Linked DNA regions of Sus scrofa: all the other regions are linked to region 1. A link is a contact called in public Hi-C and HiChIP or PLAC-seq data. All regions are on one chromosome and are shown on one strand. Each heading gives the region's core, a stretch centred on a gene start, on an enhancer-like site or on the middle of the called end of the contact. The rest is flanking DNA. Distances are from core to core; before and after follow the strand shown.

The links. Hi-C and Micro-C count contacts between places; a contact is called where the count stands out from the background. HiChIP or PLAC-seq counts read pairs in DNA pulled down with a chosen protein or histone mark.
Region 2: a Hi-C map of skeletal muscle shows a contact between it and region 1, with 11 times the contacts expected there. The contact joins two enhancer-like sites. A contact is called at or near these places in 1 of 47 Hi-C or Micro-C datasets (skeletal muscle) and 1 of 2 datasets of contacts at active chromatin or transcription factors (skeletal muscle).
Region 3: a contact with region 1 is called in an H3K27ac HiChIP or PLAC-seq map of skeletal muscle. The contact joins two enhancer-like sites. A contact is called at or near these places in 1 of 47 Hi-C or Micro-C datasets (skeletal muscle) and 1 of 2 datasets of contacts at active chromatin or transcription factors (skeletal muscle).

Annotation. Positions count from the first base shown.
Region 1 is chr1:6,068,064-6,070,774 of Sscrofa11.1, forward strand. It overlaps PRKN (parkin RBR E3 ubiquitin protein ligase), which reads left to right. Exons shown (of 11, transcript NM_001044603.2): 4 at 569-652. Among named protein-coding and RNA genes, the nearest start is that of PRKN, 370 kb to the left of the region's middle. Within about 2 kb of position 1,363, at least 3 of the 83 cell types and tissues checked have an H3K27ac peak or open chromatin away from gene starts, as enhancers often do. A contact at or near this core is called in skeletal muscle, where this site is marked.
Region 2 is chr1:5,865,486-5,868,196 of Sscrofa11.1, forward strand. All of the region lies in intron 2 of PRKN (parkin RBR E3 ubiquitin protein ligase), which reads left to right. Among named protein-coding and RNA genes, the nearest start is that of PRKN, 170 kb to the left of the region's middle. Within about 2 kb of position 1,341, at least 7 of the 83 cell types and tissues checked have an H3K27ac peak or open chromatin away from gene starts, as enhancers often do. A contact at or near this core is called in skeletal muscle, where this site is marked.
Region 3 is chr1:5,925,234-5,927,944 of Sscrofa11.1, forward strand. All of the region lies in intron 3 of PRKN (parkin RBR E3 ubiquitin protein ligase), which reads left to right. Among named protein-coding and RNA genes, the nearest start is that of PRKN, 230 kb to the left of the region's middle. Within about 2 kb of position 1,353, at least 1 of the 83 cell types and tissues checked has an H3K27ac peak or open chromatin away from gene starts, as enhancers often do. A contact at or near this core is called in skeletal muscle, where this site is marked.

The sequences.
Region 1 (2,711 bases), core at 113-2,612:
CTCTTCTCAACCAAACCCCTGCCTTCTGATGTCCTTGGTTTTGTGGGTTTGCATAGTGCTAGCTATGAAATGTAATTCTCGCGGTGGCTCAGAGGGAGAGGAAATGAAGACGTCTGCTTAGCTGGCCACCTGCAGCAGCCGGGCCTCCAGGCGGGCCTCCGCGTTCCCCTTGCTGCCCACAGAGAGTGCTTTTGCATATAACCTGCACTTGTGTTTTCATCGAAAAGTCATCCCTCGAAATAGCAGTGAACATAAGAAAATTATTCCCTTAGGGTTTTAAAGAATAAAATGTAACTGCATTGGGGAAACTACTACGCGTGCATGCGATAGATGTTTGGAGCAGTGGCCGAACAGCATCTCAGTTCATTCATGAAGATGATTTTGACCTACTAGATCCCCCAAAAGGGTCCTGAGAATCCCGGTGAATCATATTTTGAAGACTTGGCGGATGCCATCTTACTTTCGTTAGTGTTTTATCACATAAGTAGATCTTAGCAAATGTATTAGGGAAGATGTGGGTGTTACAGTCTGAGCACCAAGTATATGCTGTTTTCCTTCCTTCTCACAGGGTCCTTCTTGCTGGGACGATGTCTTGATCCCAAACCGGATGAGTGGTGAGTGCCAGTCTCCAAACTGCCCTGGGACCACAGCAGTAAGTACTGGTCAAATCCGTCCTTCCATTACGGCATCGCCAGTGTTTTTGGGAAATTAAAATAGAAACCAATTGCTAGTTGACTTTTTTTCCAATCTGACTATATTTACAAAAAGTGTTCATTCGAAACCGTTCATAATATTACCAAAAATTTTACCTGCACCATTTCCTTCCAGAGGCACTTTCCTAAAGACGTAACCTCTTTTGGTAACTATGTTAAAACATGATAATTTAAATTCCTCATGAGCTGATAGTCATGGAGTGTAAAGAAGTACCAGTTCAGAGTCTGGCGAAAGAAAAGAACCAAGCTATAAGGTTCATCTTTTTCCTAAAGCTGTGATATTTTGCGTTTACAGTCCATACCTTTCAGAATTGCTCTTGTTAGAGAAACGTAGAGTGGGTGACCAGCTCTAAACAGAACCGCCATTGTCTGTTCCCTGCGATCACCTTTCTCTTTGCAAACACATGCCGTCTATTTCACACAGAGAAGCTATTTGTCGAATGGTTCCCTAAGTACTAACGTTCTTCTTAAAATAATTGTATCATTACGGTCATGTCTGTAATTTGCCTATTGTTAGAGTTTCTACTTTGAAAATCCTTGGGTCCATCCTAATCTGGCTGTATGTGTTTTCTGAGCTGTAAATACCGTTATGGCGCCAACACAAATGCCAGTGTTAACTTACAAACTGTCACAGCCAGCTGGCAGTTAATACCTTCTCTGAGGAACAGAGTCTGTCGGTAGCAACAGGTAGAGTGTTTGAGCAGGATCGTTAGACCTGCCTTCTTTCTCCCGTCTGTGGATCCTTCTAAGGCCTCGGAGATGACAGTGAACAGCCCTAACAATCACCCTGCATCAAATGGGACTAGGGACACTGAACAGATTTTTATTCATGCAAATCCTAAGGAACACTAATGACTTGTATGTCACTCACAGATATTAAGGCATAATACAGTCTTGCAAGTGGGCTGCAGGGATGAAATTAAAGTGTATATATTTTATAGGCAGAATCCTTAAGTAGAATTTTATATAGCTACAAATATAATATGTTTATGTCATAGCATACATGCTATGTAGATACAACTACACTGAATAATAATTCACATCCTCTGTATGTATAACGTTGCAATCTCCATAGCATCTTTACAGCAATGGGAGGTCTTTTGAAAATCTACTTCAGTCTTTGACTGTCTCGCTCTGTGTACCTTCATATTAATTGGAAGGATGCAGCATAGCAGAATAGACAATCTTCCATCTTTAAGGATGTAGCTTCAAACCAGCCAAAGAGAAATACTGTGTTAAGTGGGGTTCTTTACTTGTTGAATATCCCACCTACCTTATGTATTGATACATAAAGTTTAGGATAAATTAATTTATATTTCTGACAGCAAAGTGAACCGACATCCTCTAAAAAATCCTTGCAGTGCACACTATATAACGCTTTTACTGGATGAAATTACGAACACATATTTTTAAAAGAACAGCTGTGCTGAAACACAGTAAGGAGAAGTTTATGTGCCAAAAAGGGAAGGCTGGACTCCAAAGAGAACATTCTGTAAGCTGACCATGAGAGTTAGAGACTCAGACTCGGCAAACACTGGAGAGTGCTGATGAGTTTCGGGCCTTGTCGAGGTTGAAAATTAAACCATAGAATTCTACATAAAGCAGCGTCATGGAACATGATTCCCTCTTAGGAGCAAGTGTGAGGCGTAGTTGCCTCTTCTGTTTTCACTCTAGGTAGAAATGTGACTCCTAAGCATCTGTAATCATAAACCGATCTTCACTTGAGTTTGGGGCCATGTTTCACTCCCGCTGTGTGCAACTGCCTAGTCTTGAGTCTAGAATGTTGTTTCACGTGGTCATGAATTGACAGTGTCAGGAACTGGGCTGCAGCTAAACCAGATCCTCCCAGAAAGGCCTGGGCTCTCTAATGAGTCCTAAGATTATAAAAGATAAAGTTTCATGGAGCATAAACTAACCATCAGAAATATCACAGATGGGAGCCTGCCATTGGGAATGGGAGCAAGCAGCGTTCAAACACACGCAGAATGCAGAGATGGA
Region 2 (2,711 bases), core at 91-2,590, 200 kb before region 1:
CTACCTTCATTGCCTGGAACATGGATGGTACTGGATGTGTTATCATACTGCCGAAGTTTTATTCAACATGTAAAATGACTCTTACAACTCTTCAACTCTTACAAGTTCATCACATGTGGTGGGGACAAATGGTCCGTAACTGCATGAGGAGAGCACGTGCTGTGTGCCACGGGGTGTGCAGAGAACCAGCAACAGTGCTAAGCCTACGGAAGTCAGAACCTGATAAGCAGGGAGTTAGAGATGATCAAGCACTCCACACAGAATGGCACAGGTGTTAAATAAATAGCTGTCTCGTTTGGTATTTTCAGCCGTCTTCTGAGTACTTTTTATTATTATTGTTATTATTATGGTAAAAGAACACAAAACATAAAATTTACCATTTTAACCATTTCTAAGTGTACAATTCAGCAGTGTTAAGGATATTCACTTTTTTTTTTTTTTTGGCTGTGCCTACAGCATACAGAAGTTTCCAGGCCAGGGATCAAACCCAAGCTACTGCAGTGACAATGCCAGATCTTTAACCACTTAGGCAACCAGGAAACGCCAGGATATTCACACTGTTATGCAATCAATTTCCAAAAGTTTTCCATTTTGCAAAACTGAAGCCTGGTAGCCATTAACTGCTCTCTGTTTCCCTGGCCTGCAGCCCCTGGCGCCACAGTTCTACTTTTCATCTCTATGAACTGGACTACTGTAGATACTTTATATAAGTGGAATCATACTCTGTATGTCTTTTTGTGCCTGGCTTATTTCACTTAGCCTGATGTCTTTCATATCCGCTTGTGTTATAGTGTGGGTCAGAACTTCAAAGAACTTCTTGATAACAGGATATGCAAGGGTTAATGGGAAGATCAAGATCGTAAATCAGTGTAATATGGGGACTTAGAGGAGGGGAGGCTAGACAGGCATCCTAGGTGGGCTCTAAAAGATAAGAAGAATTTGTCGCTGTTGGGGGCTTGGAGGAGGACGGGGAAGAGGTCGGTCACACCCTGAGAGGTAGGGGAGCCTGTGGAATGTTCAGAGAGAGCGAGCCCTGGCTGGATTATGTTACGGCTGCAGAGGATTCGTGGCATCCGAAAGATCTTTGTGGGGAGCTCTGAGTGCCCAAAGTCTCCGTGACAAAAAACAGCTCCGAAAACTGTCAGTCACATCTTACTTTCTCTGCTGGTGTTTAAGAAAGCGTTCTGCATATGGTGCATTTTTTTTTTTTTCCTTAAATGCATAAGAGACATGCAGTTGCGTAAAGCTGGAAGGAGTGCCAGTGTGTCCTTCTATGGGTGACAGGATTACAGGGAGGAAGATGCTGTGTGTGTGAGCAGCTGACCTCAGCAATGTCTCCTAGTTGGCTGGGTGGGTGAGCTTATGCCGGAAATGGGCAAGACTGACCGAGGCTGACCTTCTCACTCTGCTTCTTTCAGTGCCTGGCTTGGCACATGTGACTCTGTGGGAAGTGTCCTTGGTTGCTGTTGTTGTTTGTTTGTTTTAAAACATAAGAAGTTAGTAAGGAAGGATCTGTGGGGGAGAATGGTGGAAAGTGACGATGTTAAAATCACTAAGGTTCAGTGGGTGCTTGCCGGTTGCCCCAGGATGTTTCGATTTTCCTAATGTCCCCTCTGCAGAGTCATACTGTGACTAAAAGGGTAGGGAATTTTCGGCTTAGACTACATGAGGTCTCTGTGACCGTGTGCTCTCCATACAAGGCCTCTACAGTGTGTGATGTGCGTGTGCCCCTCTCCTGGGGGCCTCAGGCCCCAGGACGGTAGAGAATTTACATTTTTGCCCTTGGAGCCCTGAAGCCTTCTGGAGGATGCAGGACAAGTGCCAAGATGGCAAGATTTGCACTTGACCCGAGGCAGGATATTTCCAGCTGGTAAGGTCCATTGTGGGACTCGTCCAAGCATTCTAATTAATGGAGCATGCCAGAAGTGCAGGCAGTATTCCATTTTCTTGATTTGGTTAGAAGGAAGATAAAGAAAAAATTACACATGGAGTGGTAAAAGTCGACTTTCTGTAATAACCTCTTTTAAAACTTTGTAAATTTTGTGAAACATGTATTGAAGGTGTTGTTTTGTAAGACTCAGAGCTTCCAAAAAATTTACATCTAATTCAGGAATCTTTGTTCCACCTATGGGAGTGTGCAAAATGTCCATTTTATAAAAGAAATTGAAACCCTCAGGACAAGTATACTCTCTGGACCTTCATTTTTAATTCACTTTTTAGGTAATACGCAGAATCCAGCCCAATCTCCTACACCTTCTAAATCTATTGAATCATAATTAATTTTCCAAATGATATTTCTGAACTTCTGTAAGATCTTAAAAGTGTTTCCTCAACCCCAAAAGATAAAACTAAATTCACTACCTTTGGTATTAGAGGTGTGTTATTACACTCTGATTCTTGGAATGTTAATGCTCTAACTTTTTGGGGGGAAGGTAGTCATTTATTTTTATTTCTTTTATTTTTATTATTAAAATATAGTTGATTTATAATGTTTCTTCAAGTTCTGTTGTAAAGCAGCATGACCCAATCACATACTTTTCCCTGTGCCGTACGGTAGGGCCCCATTGCCTATCCATTCCAAATACAACAGTTTGCATCCAAAAAAAAACCCCAAAATGCCCATCCCTCCCACTTCCTCTCCTTTCCCCCCTGGGAACCCCAAGTCTGCTCTCCTTGGCCATGGTCTGTTTCTGTTTTTTAGGTAGGATCAT
Region 3 (2,711 bases), core at 103-2,602, 140 kb before region 1:
CTGTTAGCTGGCATGAGGGTATCTATTTTTTGTTTGTTGTGAAAATTCGTTAATATATGAAAAGCACTTTGAAAGATAGCTGGAACATGCATACTTAGAAATCTTAAAATTATCGTCATTTGGCTACCATTACTATCATTAATATTCACGTAGTTATTTTGTATATTTACATATACACATATGCATGGAGACACTTATATGTGCTTTACTGTGGCATCAGCCAGCCTTTGGTCAACTCCCTTCAGAGAAGCTCCGAGCTCCATGGTGGAGTCAGGTCACCTGCTCACCTGGACCAGGGCTTCCTTGGAGGGATGATCTCGGCCATGCAGTGGCCGCAGCTCAGCCACATCTCAGATGCCCACTCCCAGGACCACCCTGGACTTTGTCCCTTCACAGCTGACAGTGTCAGCTCCACGTTTGATTATTAAACCCAGGCTTTTATTTCCCTACCTTGTTTTTCACTCTGCACATTGTTCACTCCCCTCTTAAGTTTTTGTAGAACTATCTGGCCATTCCTCCCCTCATAGGCCAAAGTTCACCTGTATGATTGTAGATGTCATTGCATTTCTGTTCTACATTCTGTGCCGCTGCCTGTCTATAGTCCAAGCATCTGTAAGCCTCCTAAGATCAGACAGCCTGTCAGTTGGAGTCCCTTTCTTATTTCCAGCACCTCGCACGGTACCTTGTCCGTAGCAGATGGCATCTGTATTTGAACTTTGACACACTGACTCAACAGATTCACAACCTTTAGAAATTCTATTTGGCACTTAATAATCTTATTAAGCATAGCAATTATAATTGTTGTACTAGACTCGACGTCTTTCCTTACATTTATATTCTGGTACTTGTATTTTTGTCTAATTCTCAGGACAGACCTGTAAAGTAGATATTATTATCCAGTGTTTTTTGCTTAGAGTCACCACAAAGTTAAGAAATGAGCCCAAAGTCACGTGGTTAACAGGTAGATGTTGGCTCCAGGACTGAAAAGTCTTTTCGGTGTTTCTGCAAAGCACTGGTCTTTTTTAGGATAGATTGCTTGCTATACAAATCTGGTAATAAATGTTCTATTATCCAACTCCTTCCCTCATATTTAAAATATCATTCAAAAATGCTCTTACAAAAATATGCTTAAGGGTTTAAAGAAAATGGAATCAAAGCTGATTGAAAGATTATGGACTGAATCCAGAGTTTTAGTACAGTTACTCAATGTAGCATAACTGGTTCCCAGCAATTGAATAGACCAGGCATATCAATTTTTTTAATAGCAAAAAATACTCACTCAGTAGTAGTTCCAAATAATATCTCTGTGGAGCAGCTGACTAATCACACTGCCAGCTGGTCTACAAGTTAAGTCTTGGCTGTGATGGAGCAGGTGCTGAACTTTGCTAAGAGGAAGGGTTTCTATTTAGAGAAAAGACAACTGTGAGGTTTCATTTTCCCAAACTTTATAAAGATCTACAACTCTGGTCAGGAAAAAAAGGAAAAAAAAGAAAAAAAGAAAGAAACAGGATGATGCGTAGTTGACTCGTTTGGGGAACAGATTGTAGTTTCCCTGATGTTTTGCAAGGAGCTTTTTATATACAAGGAGAAAAATTGGAATGTTCTTCGCCACCTGGGTTATTTTTTAAAACATTTTTTTTTTTTCTGGTCTGAAGAAGTAAGTCTGCAATAAGCCCCATGCCTTTCATGGATCTTACTGCCAATAACCTCTTAATTATTTTTTTGTTTGGGATTTATTCATAATTCCAGTATTTTCTCAAGACTCTCAAGTTTTACATATGAGATAATGGGCCACCTTTCACAGATAATATCTGAAGGTTTAATTGTTGTATGTTTCCTGTTTAATGTGGGACTTATAATAGATTGGCAAAGAAGACGTACAATCGTCTCTGTCACAGTGTTGAGAATGGGGACACTGAGGCCTGAAGTTGTGGCCTGACCTTGAGGGTAAGTCGAGAATCCGCTTACAGAGACACTAAATCTTCTTCCGTCTCCAAATCAAATGATCTTCTTCAATTCATGGTGACCTTGACCAAGGTTTCCATTAACCGAAAGAGCCTTTACCGAAAGGAACGCTCACTGGAAAATAGTGAGCTGCGACTGATTGGAAGAACATGGCATGCATCCAGTTTTCGGCTGCCTCTTCAGAGATTGTCCACTTATGTCCACACAGAAATGACACAGGATCGAACACAGAGGAAGGTCGCTTTGTCCAGGCATGTACGTTTCCGATTGTGTTCTTGAGCCATAAAATTAAAGCTTTAGAATAACGTATGTCACCACTGTTTCCCTCATTTGTGTGGAAAATCGAATGATGAGCAAATCATATACTCAGATTTTTTTTTTTATTCTAGAAAAGTGGGCAGGAAAAATAAGGTTTTCCAAGTTGTGTAGACTCTATACTGTTTTTAGACTAACTAGACATTAAAGAAGGAATTCATATTGGAATAAGAAATAGCACTGAGAGGCTTAAAGATGATTTTCCCTCTCGCCTTCTCCTGCCAAATTCAAGGTTAGAATGTCGATAGCCAGGGTTCCTTCCACCGTCTGTCCTGTCGTTAAATTATAAGTGTGGGGGTACAGAGTGAGCCTTCTGGTAAGGAAGAGATTAGATAGATAGATATAGGTATAGTCAGATGTGGCTCTGAGCTCCAGCTCTTGTAGCTCCCAGCACCAGTGTATATAAGCACAAGTCTGCCACAGATTGTGTG